2 separate regions of the Gossypium hirsutum genome follow, and region 1 is linked to region 2. A link is a contact called in public Hi-C data. All regions are on one chromosome and are shown on one strand. Each heading gives the region's core, a stretch centred on a gene start, on an enhancer-like site or on the middle of the called end of the contact. The rest is flanking DNA. Distances are from core to core; before and after follow the strand shown.

Evidence for each region. A called contact is a pair of places that touch in the nucleus more often than the background predicts.
Region 1: a contact with region 2 is called in a Hi-C map of leaf, with 1.6 times the contacts expected there. The contact joins the promoter of LOC107939318 here to the promoter of LOC121223355 in region 2. A contact is called at or near these places in 2 of 34 Hi-C or Micro-C datasets (both in leaf).

The regions. Positions count from the first base shown.
Region 1 is chrD11:60,871,160-60,877,967 of Gossypium_hirsutum_v2.1, forward strand. LOC107939318 (E3 ubiquitin-protein ligase ATL6) reads left to right here and starts at 2,002. Exons shown (of 1, transcript XM_016872644.2): 1 at 2,002-3,558. The coding sequence starts at 2,136. The coding sequence ends at 3,425.
Region 2 is chrD11:60,621,378-60,628,374 of Gossypium_hirsutum_v2.1, forward strand. LOC121223355 reads left to right here and starts at 5,027. Exons shown (of 3, transcript XR_005920704.1): 1 at 5,027-5,394; 2 at 5,713-6,997. It overlaps LOC107897384 (a long non-coding RNA gene), which reads right to left and starts at 6,200. Exons shown (of 2, transcript XR_005920705.1): 1 at 5,707-6,200; 2 at 5,404-5,633.

The DNA of each region.
Region 1 (6,808 bases), core at 752-3,251, 250 kb after region 2:
TGTTTTCAAAACTTCTTATGATTCCGTAGATAAAATATTTTGTTTAGAGTTCAATAATAAATGAAAAAAAATTATTTTTCATGTAATTTTTAAACAATAAATGGTAAGTCTATGGTGATTTAATTTTCATTTAATCTATTTAATAATATAAGGACCAAGTTAATCTAAGGTAAGCTCAGAGGCGAATCTAGGGGGGCTAGCAAGGGCCCCGACCCCCCTAAAATGGAAAATTGTTGTTTTGGTCCTTTAAAAAAATTTAAATTTTAAATTAGTAAAGGTAAAATTGTACTTAATTTGGCCCCCTTAAAATTATGAAAATTTAATTTAATCCTCTAAAAATGATAAGACATAGACTATTAAAAATTAAAATTTTATTTATGCCCCCCTAAAAAAATTTATAGGCTTCCCCCCTAGGCAAGCTATTAAAATAGTCACTTTTGTTTGCCTTAAATTATATTTTAGTCATTTATGTTTGAAATTTTACATTTTAGTCACTTACGTTATCGTTTTGTTACGAAGTAGTCACTCTACCATTAAGCCTTGTTACCTCCCTAACAGCAATCCTACATGGCTGTCCAAATAAGTTTTAAATGTCAACTTAGATGTCCAACTAGGAGGAGAATAGTTTTTTCAGTCAAAATGGAAAAGAAAACTAAAAGAAAAATGAGACGAACGATTTTTCTTTTCCAGTTCAAGGTGTAATGAATTAAATTTATTTAATTAAAAACCTATCCTCGTCTCAATTAAAAATCCAAGTTGGCATTTAAAACCCATTTGGATTGCCACGTAGGATTGCCATTAGAGAGATAACGGAGCTTAACGAAAGAGTGACCACTTCGTAACAAAACGATAACGTAAGTGACTAAAACATAACATTTCAAACATAAATGACTAAAATATAATCTGAAACAAACAAAAATGACTATTTTTATGATTTACCTTTTAATATAATACCTAGAGTGAATTTATAGGTATTCACCTATATATAAAACACTATAACTTCTGTGGATTGCTTGACTTGTCATAATATATATATTATTAAGAATTTAGAACATATATGGAATTTGAAATTTCAAATGCTAAATTGAAAAAATTACATGATTTAACATATTTTCTAAATATGGGTTTGCACGATATGAGTTTATTTACATGGTGGCGCGAATTCACATCGTGATGTCCATAGAAAGATGTGTGAAGACCTCACATGTAAACTCAAAGTACGAACAACGTAGAGTACGAGTCAAAACTCAATTAAATAATCAAATAGCGGATCAATAATAATGAATACCAATATTGACATTTATTTTACGGATGAAATTATACCATTTTTCTTGGATCTTACATATTTAGTTTTGAAATTTATTCTTTGTATGTTTATAAAGTTTCAAATTTTCAATCTCGTGTCAGTATATTTTATTTTATATGATAGGGATAAGGAAAATTGTGTGACAAACCATTTTTTATTAGATTATATACACTAATTTTTTAGAAAAAAGAATGAGAAATTGAAAACATTCAATTTTGATAATAAATAAATAAATTTATTAAAATGTGAAAAGAAAAGAAGAAAAAGAAAATATTTATTTTTTCAGTCAAATCAAAATGTTGGGTGACCTGACTTGTTCAATATATAAAACCTTTTCATTTATACTCTGAATTTTCTTCTCAGCCATTTGGAGTTGGTTAAAATATTTTCTTAATTAATTAATTAAAATAACATCAAGGGTAGAGTCGGGGTAAATAAAAATTTTAGATCAAACATGTACAAGGCTAATGAAAATAAGATGTTATTTTTAGTAAGAAGGTTCATTCTTTTCATTAATAAAAAAAAAAAATTCATTTTTGGATTTGAAGAAGCAAGGTACTCTTTATATTTAGAATCTTTAATTTGGACTTACTTGCATGATTATTTTTACTTTTTTTTCTTTTTGAAATCAGATTCGAAAGAATCACAAATTTGCTTTATAAAAAAAAGCCCTAACCCCAGCAATTTCTTGCGGCCTTCCTTACAGTCCAACTGGAAACCAATTCCATGATGCCTTTGAACCGACTAAAAACAACTCAAAATAAATGGTAAAAAAAAAAAATCCCAAAAGTCTGCTTTTACTTGGGAAGCTTCCTCCATCGTCAAACAAATGACTCAGCCATCCCTTCCATTGTGGCTGCCCTCAATGAAACACCGTAGAAATCAACTCCATATTTGGAATTGGACCCACCCCTTTTTCTTCTTCTTCTTCCTCTCATTTAAAACCCCACTGCCTTGTTTTTCTCTCACTCTCTCATCCCTCTCCAATGCTCCTTTCCTCACCATGTCGCACACCACCCACCATGGAGTCTTCTCGCTTTTCTTCTTGCTCTTCCTGCTCCTCTCTCCGCCGCCTTCCGTCGCACAGAACTTCAACCAAGACGAAGAAAATTACGCTCGTTTCAGCCCTTCCATGGCCGTAATCATCGTCGTTTTGATCGCCGCTTTGTTCTTCGTGGGTCTTTTCGCCATTTATATTCGGAATTGTTCCGACGTCTACACCAACAGACAGAGCATCCGCCCCGTCGCCGGGCGTTCAATGCGCGGCACTCGTGGGCTGGACGCGTCGGTGATCGAGACTTTCCCTATCATGGTTTACTCCGAAGTTAAGGGTCATAAGATCGGCAAGGGAGCCTTGGAGTGCGCGGTTTGCTTGAACGAATTCGAAGACGACGAAACGCTGCGTTTGATACCCAAATGCGACCATGTTTTCCACCCTGAATGTATCGACGCTTGGTTAGCTTCTCATACCACTTGCCCCGTTTGTAGAGCCAATCTCGTTCCTCAACCAGGTGACCCCGTGAGTCAACTCACTGCATTAAATGACACTGCCGTCGAGTCAGACCTTGAGGCTCAGAACAATGGCAGTAACTCAGAACCGGAAGAAGAAAGGAGCATAAATAACAACGCTGTTAATTGTCAGGTAGAGGCCCAAGTGGCTTCCGAGGTTGAAGTGAATAATTTGAACGTAACTTTAAATAGGAACCGTACACGTGGATCAAGATCTGGCCGTCCACGTAAACTTTCTTTCTTGCGATCTCACTCGACCGGACATTCTTTGGTCCAACCAGGCGAGAATACAGATCGATTCACTTTACGGTTACCGGTTGATGTTCGAAAACAGTTAATGAACCGAAAATTGAATCGGGCGACAAGCTTGGTGTTGCCTAGGGAAAGGAGTTCACGCCGAGGGTACCGAGCAACAGAAGATGGAGGGAGTAATAGAGGGAAACTGGACCGTGGTGCCAAATCGGACAGGTGGGTTTTTAGTATGACACCACCGTTTTTTAATAGAGCATCCTCTGTGAAATCACTAAAGGTGGCTGCGCATGATGGTGAAGGAACCTCAAATAATTTGCCGGTTGGAGCGATGGCTAACTCAAGCCGTCCTCCGGTTTAGAAGGTTTATTTATCTGAATAATTTATCAATTGCCATATCATAACTTAAAAGCCTTGTGCTTTGTGTAGATATGTACATTGTTTATGCAAATGATTTCTTCATTATTAATCCAATTTTGGTTTATTGATTTTAATTCGGTTTTCAATAGCATATCAAACCAAGTCATTAGGAAGTTGAGGTTTCCCAATTTATATCTTATTTATTTACCTTATTTTCTTAATAAAAATATGATTTTATATTAGAATCTAATAAAAAAATGATCTAAATGAAATTTTATTAAACTCGGGTGACTAAAATGAATGTACAATAAATTACCTTTCTCGAAATGAAAACATTTCTTTATAGTAGTGCCCTTATTACAAACTTCTTTTTCAGTGCCAAAAATAAAAATTTATGAAAGTTTTTCTTTATGAAATTTATTAATAGCATATCTAACCTTAAATGCAGTGTCCAAAGGATGTCCCGTTTTTATCACCATTAGTTAATACGTTGGGTAAAAGCAATTGAGTCCAAATATGAAAGCAAAATTGGAGCTAAACATCATGAATTGGAAAAAACCTGAAACTTCTACAAAATTTGACTGACTATGAAAAAACTCAGGTAATTTTATGATTTTAATCCTTCTATTATGCCCAAATTTGTAATTTTATAGTTAGTTACTTATAATTATCACTTTTAAATATTCAAATACTTTTTTTTCTTAAAAATATGCTTTCCAACTTATCATCTCGATATCGATTTTTTTCTTAATAGAGTTATTTAAAAAAAATCCGCACCAATACTTTAACTAAAAATTTTGAACAGTGTTAACTATTTGAATTAATTGATAACATCATAAAAATAGTCACCTTTGTTTGCCTTATATCACATTTTAGTCACTTATGTATGAAATGTTATGTTTCCGTCACTTACGTTATCATTTTGTTACGAAGTGGTCGCTCTACCATTAAACTCTGTTACCTTCCTAACGACAGTTCTACGTGACAATACAAATGAATTTTAATGCCAACTTAGATGTCCAGTCGTTGGGATAGAAATAGGTTTTTAATTAAATAAATTTAATTTGAATTGCCACGTAAGGCATCTAAGTTGGCATTTAAAACCCATTTGGACTGCCATATATGATCACTATTAGGGAGGTAGTGGAGCTTAACGGTAGAGTGACCACTTCGTAACAAGACGATAATGTAAGTGACTAAAACATAACATTTCAAACATAAGTGACTAAAATATAATCCGAGGCAAAAAAAAAGTGACTATTTTTGTAGTTTACTCGAAAAATAGATTGTCTAAATTATATCAAATTAAACTAAAAAATTAAATTTATAATTAAGAGACTAAAACCATAAATTAACCCAAAGATCATAATCATATAATATTTCAAGGTTTGAATTGTATAATTGTTTTAATTTTTGGGAAAGTGCTTCTTTTGAATTATAAAAAAGGTATGCTCTTATCAACATATATTAAGCTAGGCTTCATCAACACATACACCTCTTTTTCCTTGGGCTACAATAAACAACTTAAACATATATATATATATATCTTCTTGTTGATAAAACTAAACTTCAATATGCTATACTTCTTTACTGTATATATATATAAATAGCTCTAAATGGTTACTTTGGTAGTACGCGTATTGGCATAACTTGGTTGCCAGCTATTTTATTTGCTTGAAAGCTCAGTAAAGTTGTACTCTTTTAAAATCATGATTGATGATTCCATATGAAGAGAATCCCATTAAAAGAAAGAGCTTCTCTCAGCTTTCATTTTCACCCTCCATATCCTTCATGCTGCCTTTTGTGGTGTCTACCATAGCTGTCAGAATCTCAAATTTGCCAAGAATATTAGAAAGTCTTTAAACAACATTCATATCACTTGGATTAGCTACTTAGTGTTGCTTAAAAGCTTTCGTCTATATTTGTACCATTCGGAGGTTCGAGATGCAATTTTGATCTTCCTTAATTAAAAGTGGAGGATAGAACTTTGAAAATATGTAGCACTCTAAAGAAGACACTACTTAATTTACGTGATACAAGACTCATTTACCATGTGATGACATTGAAAATGTATACTACTCTAAAGAAGGCACTACTTGATTTATGCGATATGAGAATGACTTAATATGTGACCAGTCTTATCATCATAAATCTACATTAATGTAATTAGTTGATAAAAAGATTAAACTTTTATTTTTGGTTGTTGATGCTTGGATCAGACAAGGGAGGAGCTGTGGTGGTGACTGACGACAGTTCACTAGGCTTGAGGTTGGGTGAAGAGTCGCTGTAGGTGATGTATCATGTGGTGGTTTGGAAGTTGAGATGGAAAGGAGAGAGAGAGAGAGTCCCCTCGTATTTCGAGGTGAGACGTTGGCTTATATACTTGGGTTGGAATCTCAATGTGCAACGCATCATTCGACTATAGGTGACCAAAGGTGGTAAAGATTTGACATGACAAGTCTAAATAAGACAATTAAGGTGACAATAAATAGGTTGTCAATCATGTTGAATGGACTTAATGTCGTAAATGATGATTGAGGCCTATCTGTGTCGCTTGACTCTGAGGAGCCTTCTTGAATAATTTTCTCAAATAGTTCTAAAGGAGGATTTTTGCGGAAGGATTGTCCTCTAGAGATGGTGTTTGTCCTAATTTTCGAAAAGTGATATTTGAGGGTTCTAAGATATTGTCTCGAAGTGTAGGGTTAGGGGCAAAGCCAAAATGAAAAAAAAATTATTTAGGTCATTTTATATTGTATAAAATTTTAAATTAATAAAGGTATAATTACACTTTGTCCTCCAAAAATGATTAAATTTTAATTTAACCATTTAAAAATTATAAATATATATACTATTAAAATGGTGAAATTATATTTTTACTATCATAAAAATATATAATTTAATTCAGGTCCCTAAAAAAAATTTCTAACTTAGTATTTCAAATTATGAAAATTAACAACACAACTTTGGTTAAATGTATGGTCAACAACTTGCCTAAAATTTGGCTGCTCCGGCATTTTACATGTATGTATAATTTTGGTCGCTAGCAGCCGGTCGAGCGTTTACTAATATCATATTTGGGAAAGATATAGCATACCTTTCATTTTATTTAGCTCACCTGGTGTAAAAATGCGCCTTTTATGACTGAATTTGAAATTTAGTCCTGTGTTAAATTTTAAAACTTAAGTTTTTTTTTAATTAAAAAAATAGTTTTTTTAAAAAAATTATAATCTACTCATTAAATTATAAATATTTTTACCAGAATTTGTATTTTATATATTGATTAAACTACCTTCATATGACATGATATATGATTAAGGTTTTTAGAATTAGATTGGTGGTCGAACTGGTTATATCACTGGTTTATTCAATTCGATTAAATAAATT
Region 2 (6,997 bases), core at 3,777-6,276:
TATAATTACAAAGTCTCTTATCTTTAAGTATCAGTTAGTACAGCATGGTTTAATGGATATTAAGTTAAACTTATTGCATGTATCTATTTATATTAATAGCATATTCTTGCATAAACAGTAAACTACATCAAACCATTTGTTCCACTTTTGACTCAAGTGAATAACTAAAAGTTGCGAAGGAAATGGTTATTCGGTGCCTTGCATAAAACATACATAGAATAAAGAGAAATTTACTTGAATAAGCTCCTACAATTAGGGGTGAGCATTCGATCGAATCGAATCGAATCGAATCGAAAATTTTCGAGTTAATCGAGTTTTCGAATCTCATTTTATTATCCTAACTTTATTTGAAGTTTTCTCAAATCGAGTCGAGTGAGATGGAATTCGAATCGAATCGAATCGAATCGAATATATTTGTTCGAGTTAAATTTTAAAAATTAATTTTGGGTCCTTGTAACCACTGTCACCCATCGTAATAAAATTCGTCCACCTTAATCAAATTTTTTATTAACTTTCGTCACCTCATAATTTATTTATTAATTTTTTATATATTGGTTAGCTTCTTTGCTTGCTTAATTGTTTCAATTATCTTCAGATTCTTGTCACTATGTATTTTGGAATTAAAAAATATATTACATGTAAAAATATGATTTTTTTAATAAAAGTTATTTTAAAAATAAAATGTGAAATTGATACCAATATAAAATTTTAACACGAATATTTTATGGCATAATTAATAATTCTATTTTAATATAAATATTCAATATGACTGAACAATTCAATAATATAAATAATATAAATAATATAAAATGTGAAATTTAATTTAATAATATAAATAGTAGATATAAATAAAATTATTACTATTTATGTTTAGTGAATTTTTTTGGATAATTTTGATTTTTTTTTTAGGGTAAAGGGTGAGAAGTAAAAGTTTAGGGGGAAAATAAAAAGTTTTGGAGAATAAAAGTTTGAGGGAAAGTAAATAGGGGGAGTAAAATTTTGGAGGGAAAATATTAAAAAAAAATTGGACGGGGGAGGGTTTGGGGTAGATGGGAGGTGGGATGGGAAGGGAATAAAAGTTTTAGGGGAAAAGTGGGAGGGAGTAAAAATTTTGGGAGAAAATAAAAGGTTTTGAGGGTTTTTGGGAGTAAAATTTTGAGAAAAAATAAATGGGAGAGTAATATTTTGGTGGGAAATGGATTTTGGGTAGATTGGGGGGTTGGGAGGGGAGGGGAGTAAAAGTTTTGGGGGGAAAGTGAGAATGAGTAAAAGTTTTGAGGGAAAAGTAAAAAGGTTTGGGAGTTTGGGGTAAAAATGTAAAATATTATAGTTTGATATTCGAATTATTCGAATTATTCGAGTTATTCGAATTTGAAAACGCAACTCGATTCGAACTCGAAATTCGAAAAAAAAATTCAAGTTGATTCGAATAACTTGATTAACTCGATTAACTCGAATAACTCGATTCGTTTAACTCAAAATTCGAATTTTTTTTCGATTTTTTCGAATCGAATCGAGTTTTGCTCACCCCTAACTACAATGATAAAATATATTACATTCTTAAAAGTAGGATTTAAATTCAAACCTAAAAGATAAAATTGTTAAGAGAAATAGTTACGAATTCCCAAAAAAAAAAATTAATCCCCATCAATTATAAAATGAACATGGAAAAAATAAAAGATAAATTACACCAACAGTCACTCAACTTTGGGTAGCTGACAAAACAGTCACTCAGGTTTAAATTCAATTACTCAACTTTCAAAAAATAACAAAATAATCATTTTAACCATTTTTCGCTACAGGCGTAACGGAAAAGCGATATGGGCATCCTACTGTGTAAACGGACCCAATTTAAAACCCTAGCTGGGCTGGGCAATAAAAGAAAAAAAAAGAAACAGACGAGAAGAAAAAGAAGGGGAAGAGAAGAAGAAAAGAAAATTTCCAAAGCTCCACTCATCACCAATGGCATATCACCATTACCTTTAAAGCTCCTTAAACCCACTTTCAAATCCCTAGAATCCTTCAATCCAAAATCTCATTCGGGTTTCTCAAATTTTGTTTTCATTTATAGAGGAGAAGAAAGCCCCACAGAGGAGAAGTGGTGGCCAAAATTTCATCTATATCTGACAGTGGAGATGGTAGATGGGGGTATTTTGATTTCTCAAAATTTCAACATGTTTTTTGTTTTCTCAAATTTTGTAGCAATGGCTTTGCTTCTGGATTCTTCCAAACAATCCATTCTCCCAACCTTCCTTTACTCTTCCCCTAACTCTTTCTCTCTTGATCGATTCCACAATGCCAACAACTCTGCCTTCACAGCTTCGCAAGAATCTCTTGATGCCAACAACCTACTCAATCTTGAGTTCCCTTTCAGCAAGTTCAACCTAGTTGAATTTCTCCATTACTTCTCATTCCTTGGTTCTTATTTTCTTTGGCAAGAACAATTTTTCTTCAAGGCTTGAACAAGGTGAGCTCATTTTAGGTGCTTTCCAAACATCTTTTGATCTAGATTGTTGATTATTGAATGGATGATTGGATGATTGAGATAAGGTGGTAGTGGTGTTTGAAGGTCAACAATGGTGATGCCAAAGATGGTTATGGCGGAGGCATCGACGGCAAGATTCTTGGGATAGAGAAGAAGAAGTATAAACATATTGGGCCATTTATATAAAAAGTAAAAAAATATTGGACCATATATTAAAAACAAAAAAAGAAGGACGAAAAAAATAGCCACTGACTTTGCTTTGTCCTACGTGGCAAGTTAACTGGCTACGTCACCTGTCCTATTAGGTCTATAACGGAAAATGTTAATGAGTGTCTGATTTTTGCTTTTTGATAATGTTAGTAATTATTTTGTTATTTTTCAAAAGTTGAGTGATTGAATTGAAACCTAAATGATTATTTTTTCAGTTACCCCAAAGTTAAGTGATTGTTGGTGTGATTTACGCAAAATAAAATGTTTTCTAATAAGTGATTATTATATAATTAGTGATATTTTCTTTTGTATTTTATAGTTGGAGTGTAAAGAAAGCATTAAAAAAATTTTATAACTAAGGTTTCTTCCATAGTTGTTTTATGGTTCATGAAGAGTAATTCTTTTGGGGATTTATGACTCCCCCTTCTAACAACGTCATCTTTAAGATTTGAGCTTATATTTTTCAAAATTACAATATACCTTACTACTGCACCCGGTACAAATTAATAAGAAAGCATTTATTTTGCTTAAAACATGAGCATGCTCCATTAACATGTCTTATCAATTTTTAATTGGGATTTATGGAGAGATAAAGTTAAATACAAGAGTTGAATTTTTCCTTTTTACCCTTGTTTTGATTTTCTTATATAATTTTCCATTTCATTATTTTTATTTTATTTTATTTTATTTTTAAAGAGATAATATTTATCTCTATTTTATTTATCTTAACTTTAGAAATCAATTTGCTATCTAGGTGGAAGAGGAATCAAAATATTTAGGAGTTACAGTTATATTTACTTATGATTCTAGTTGGAACAAAATTAAAATTTTGATTAGTAAGTAGCAAAGCAAGTATTTAGTTGTGTAAAATGCCAGACATTGATGATGCATATGTGTGGAGTAATTAACTTCACTCATAATCATTGTAGTTAGTGGAGTAATTAAAATAGTTCATTTCTTTTTTCAATTAACATGCTCAGACCTAATCACCTTTATCATCCTAATCAACAAGCATATATCAAAGCAAGTTCTAAAAATATCAAGATGTGCATGTCACTAAATCAAAGAGATAAAACATAAAAATGTTGATTGGCTTAAAATCTCACAAAAAGGTTGTTGTGCATTAAATCCTTAACATTCTTAATTCAAATAAATTATCATGTGGTAAATGAGAATTCAACTATTCATCCAAATATTTTAGGTTTAATATATCATTTGATACTTAAACTAAATTTGATATTTATCTTAATTTGGTATTTAATTTTTTTTGCCTAATTTGGTACCTTAACTTAACTCCTTTTCCTAATTTGGTATCTAATCTTTTTTTATTTGATTTAGTACTTTGAACTTGTCAAACGTTTTACAAATTACTCCAATAAACTAACAATATTTTTTATAAGGTAGCAAAAATAATCAATCCATGACTGACATGTCACAAATTATATGATTTTTTTGGTATTTTATATGTTCAATTATTTTTAGTTTTATTTATTTAATTATTTTATTAATTGAAAATAATGAATTTTTTAAATTTGGATTTTTAAAACTCTATTTTTCTTATTTAATATTAATTCGTTAAGTATAGCTCAATACCTATTTTTTAACATGAATTTCCTCTAATACTAATTGTATTTTTGTAGCACAACAAAAAAAACACCATTAGTGTTTTACATAATTTGTATAGGTACCGAATTGAACCTAAAAAAAAGCTTAGGTATCAAATTAAAAAAAATGCCAAGTTCGAGTACTAAAGTGGGCCCAAAAAAATTTAGGTACCAAATTAGGAAAAAGTGTTAAGTTCAGATTTCAAATTGGGCCAAAAACAATTTAAATATCAAATTAAACAATACCAAATTTAGGTACCAAATATTATATTAAGCCAATATTTTGTTCATTAAATTGTTTTTATTTAAGGAGAAGTATAAAAAGAAACTAGAAGTGAAAAAGAAAAAGCTACAAACAAAACTATAACACCCTTTGGATTTTGAAAATAAATTTAATTTCCTAACACCCTGGTCATAAGTTTCACTCAAGATTCAGAAAAAGAATTTTTTTTTTATTTTTTATTTTTTACAAAATGACATAAATCATAAATTAATTAAAATCTAAAAAAACAATTAATTCTAAAAGAAATTAAAATTAAAATTTTGGGTTGCCTCAAACAAAAAAAGAAACACTTCATTAATGTCTTTGGCTAGAGATGGTTGTTCTGTGTGTTTCATTTATGTTATAGTCTTACAAAAGGGTTTCTGTTACTCCTATAAATGTGTATTTCATACTGTTAAACAATAGTATAAAGATTGTTAAGATGGTGAGTTTGTTATCAAATCTGTTAAGTTGTTGTTTAAGAGCTGTTATTCTCATATGAGTATATAAACCTCATCAAAATGTTCATTCAAGGATAAGGAATAAAGATTAAAGAATTACACTATAGTTTATCTTTCTGTTCATACATATTTTGTGTAGTATCTAACATGTATCAGAGCCTAGTCTTGGTACGTGCTTTCACTTTCGCATTATGGCACCATCAGTCGATTCTAACTCTGCTGATCCTACGAGTCCATTATTTTCCAGTGCAAGTCTGGTTCAATCTTTCCCTCACCATGACACGGTGAAGCTAGAGGAAGAAAATTTTGTCCAATGGCAGCAACATATCCGGTTGATAATAGAGGGATATGAGCTGCAAGGATTCTTTGAGGGTACGTTGCCTGCTCTACCTCGGTTCGTTGCATCTCCAGAAGGACCACTCATTCCAAATCTAGTTGCGTCTGTGTTTAATCAATAGGATAAGTTGTTAGCCTCTTGGCTCCTTTCTACAATTAGTTCATCTCTTTTGTCATGCTTTACTTCGGCTAAATCTACATGCAAAATATGGAGCACATCGAATTATCTTTTCGCTGCTTCAATTGGTGCAAAAGTTTCCCGTATTAAACATGATCTGCACTTTACAAAAAAGGGCGATTTAACTGTAAAAGAATATATTGCAAAAATATAAAATATTTGTGCGTTACTTGCAGCTTTTGGATCGGCAGTGTCAGAAGCCGAAAAGGTGGAAGTTGTTTTGGCTGGCCTCTCGTCGGACTTTGATGCAGTGTTGACCTTGGCCTCATTCTCGATGGAGTCTCTTCCTTTTCAGTGTTTAGTTGATGTTCTCATGGATTTTGAAAGTCGACATATGCGAGTGGTGCGTGAGGTTCTGGTGTATTCTCATCTAGTTGAACCACCTTTTGTTGCTATGATGGTTGACTCAGTTCCGCACGATGTGCGTGGAGAACGTGCTACAGTAGGTTCGCATGGGCGTGGTTTTCGATTACGAGTGCAGTGTCAAATCTACAACAGATTCGGTCATTTGGTGCAGCGCTATTTCTATTGTTTCTATCGCACTTACAACGGCCCGAACGCTTCCACCATGGCCCGAGTTTCTTCTTCTGCATATAATGTTCAAGGGTTACAAGGTGGAGGCTTCTCTGCTTGTTCTGGTTCTTTTGGTGGCTCTGAATTTGAGAGTAATTTTTGGAGAGGCTGCACATAGTTTCAAAATCAGAATTGATATCCGCCGCAAGCTAGGGATGTTTCTTCTTACTATCCTTACCCTAATGTAACCGAACATGGAATTGGGTTTGGGTCTACCAGTGGCCCATCTGATTTTTATGGTGCTTATGCTAACGTGATGAGCAGAGTGAGTTGGGACGTGATTTGGGACAGCGTTGTGTTGGGCATGTTGGGCCTTCTGCTGTGACACATAGGCCGAGTCATGCAGGTAAGTTTTTTGGCCATCAGAGTAGGTCGTGTTTTGGGCCAAATGCATGCCAATTTTTTGGGCTTGTTAGTGGACAGAATAATGGGCTGAATTTTGGGCCGAATACAGGTCAGTCTCTTGAGCCCGTTAGTGGATAGAATAATGGGTCGAATAGTGGGCAGGTCAATGCTAGCAAAAAAATTGGACTCAGTTCATTTGGGCCTTCACTTGGGCCTAATGATAATTATGTTTATCTTGAAGGCTATATGCCCAATAATGCTTCTGAAGTTCCGTGGCGAACTAAACCACGAGCATGTGTATTTGATTTTGATTCCTCACAGTCTGTTGGGCTACCTCGAATCCCTGATTTTCATGCGTCTGATTTTTCGGATGCCACACAGTATGATTCTAACTTTGGTAATACTAACTCATGTGTTCATGTGTCGATAGGAACCTCATCATGGTATCTAGATTCAGGGGTCACTCATCACGTATGTCAGAATATGTTTGATTTAAATGCCTCCACTCCATATATAGGTACTTCTTCTCTTTTAATGGGAAAT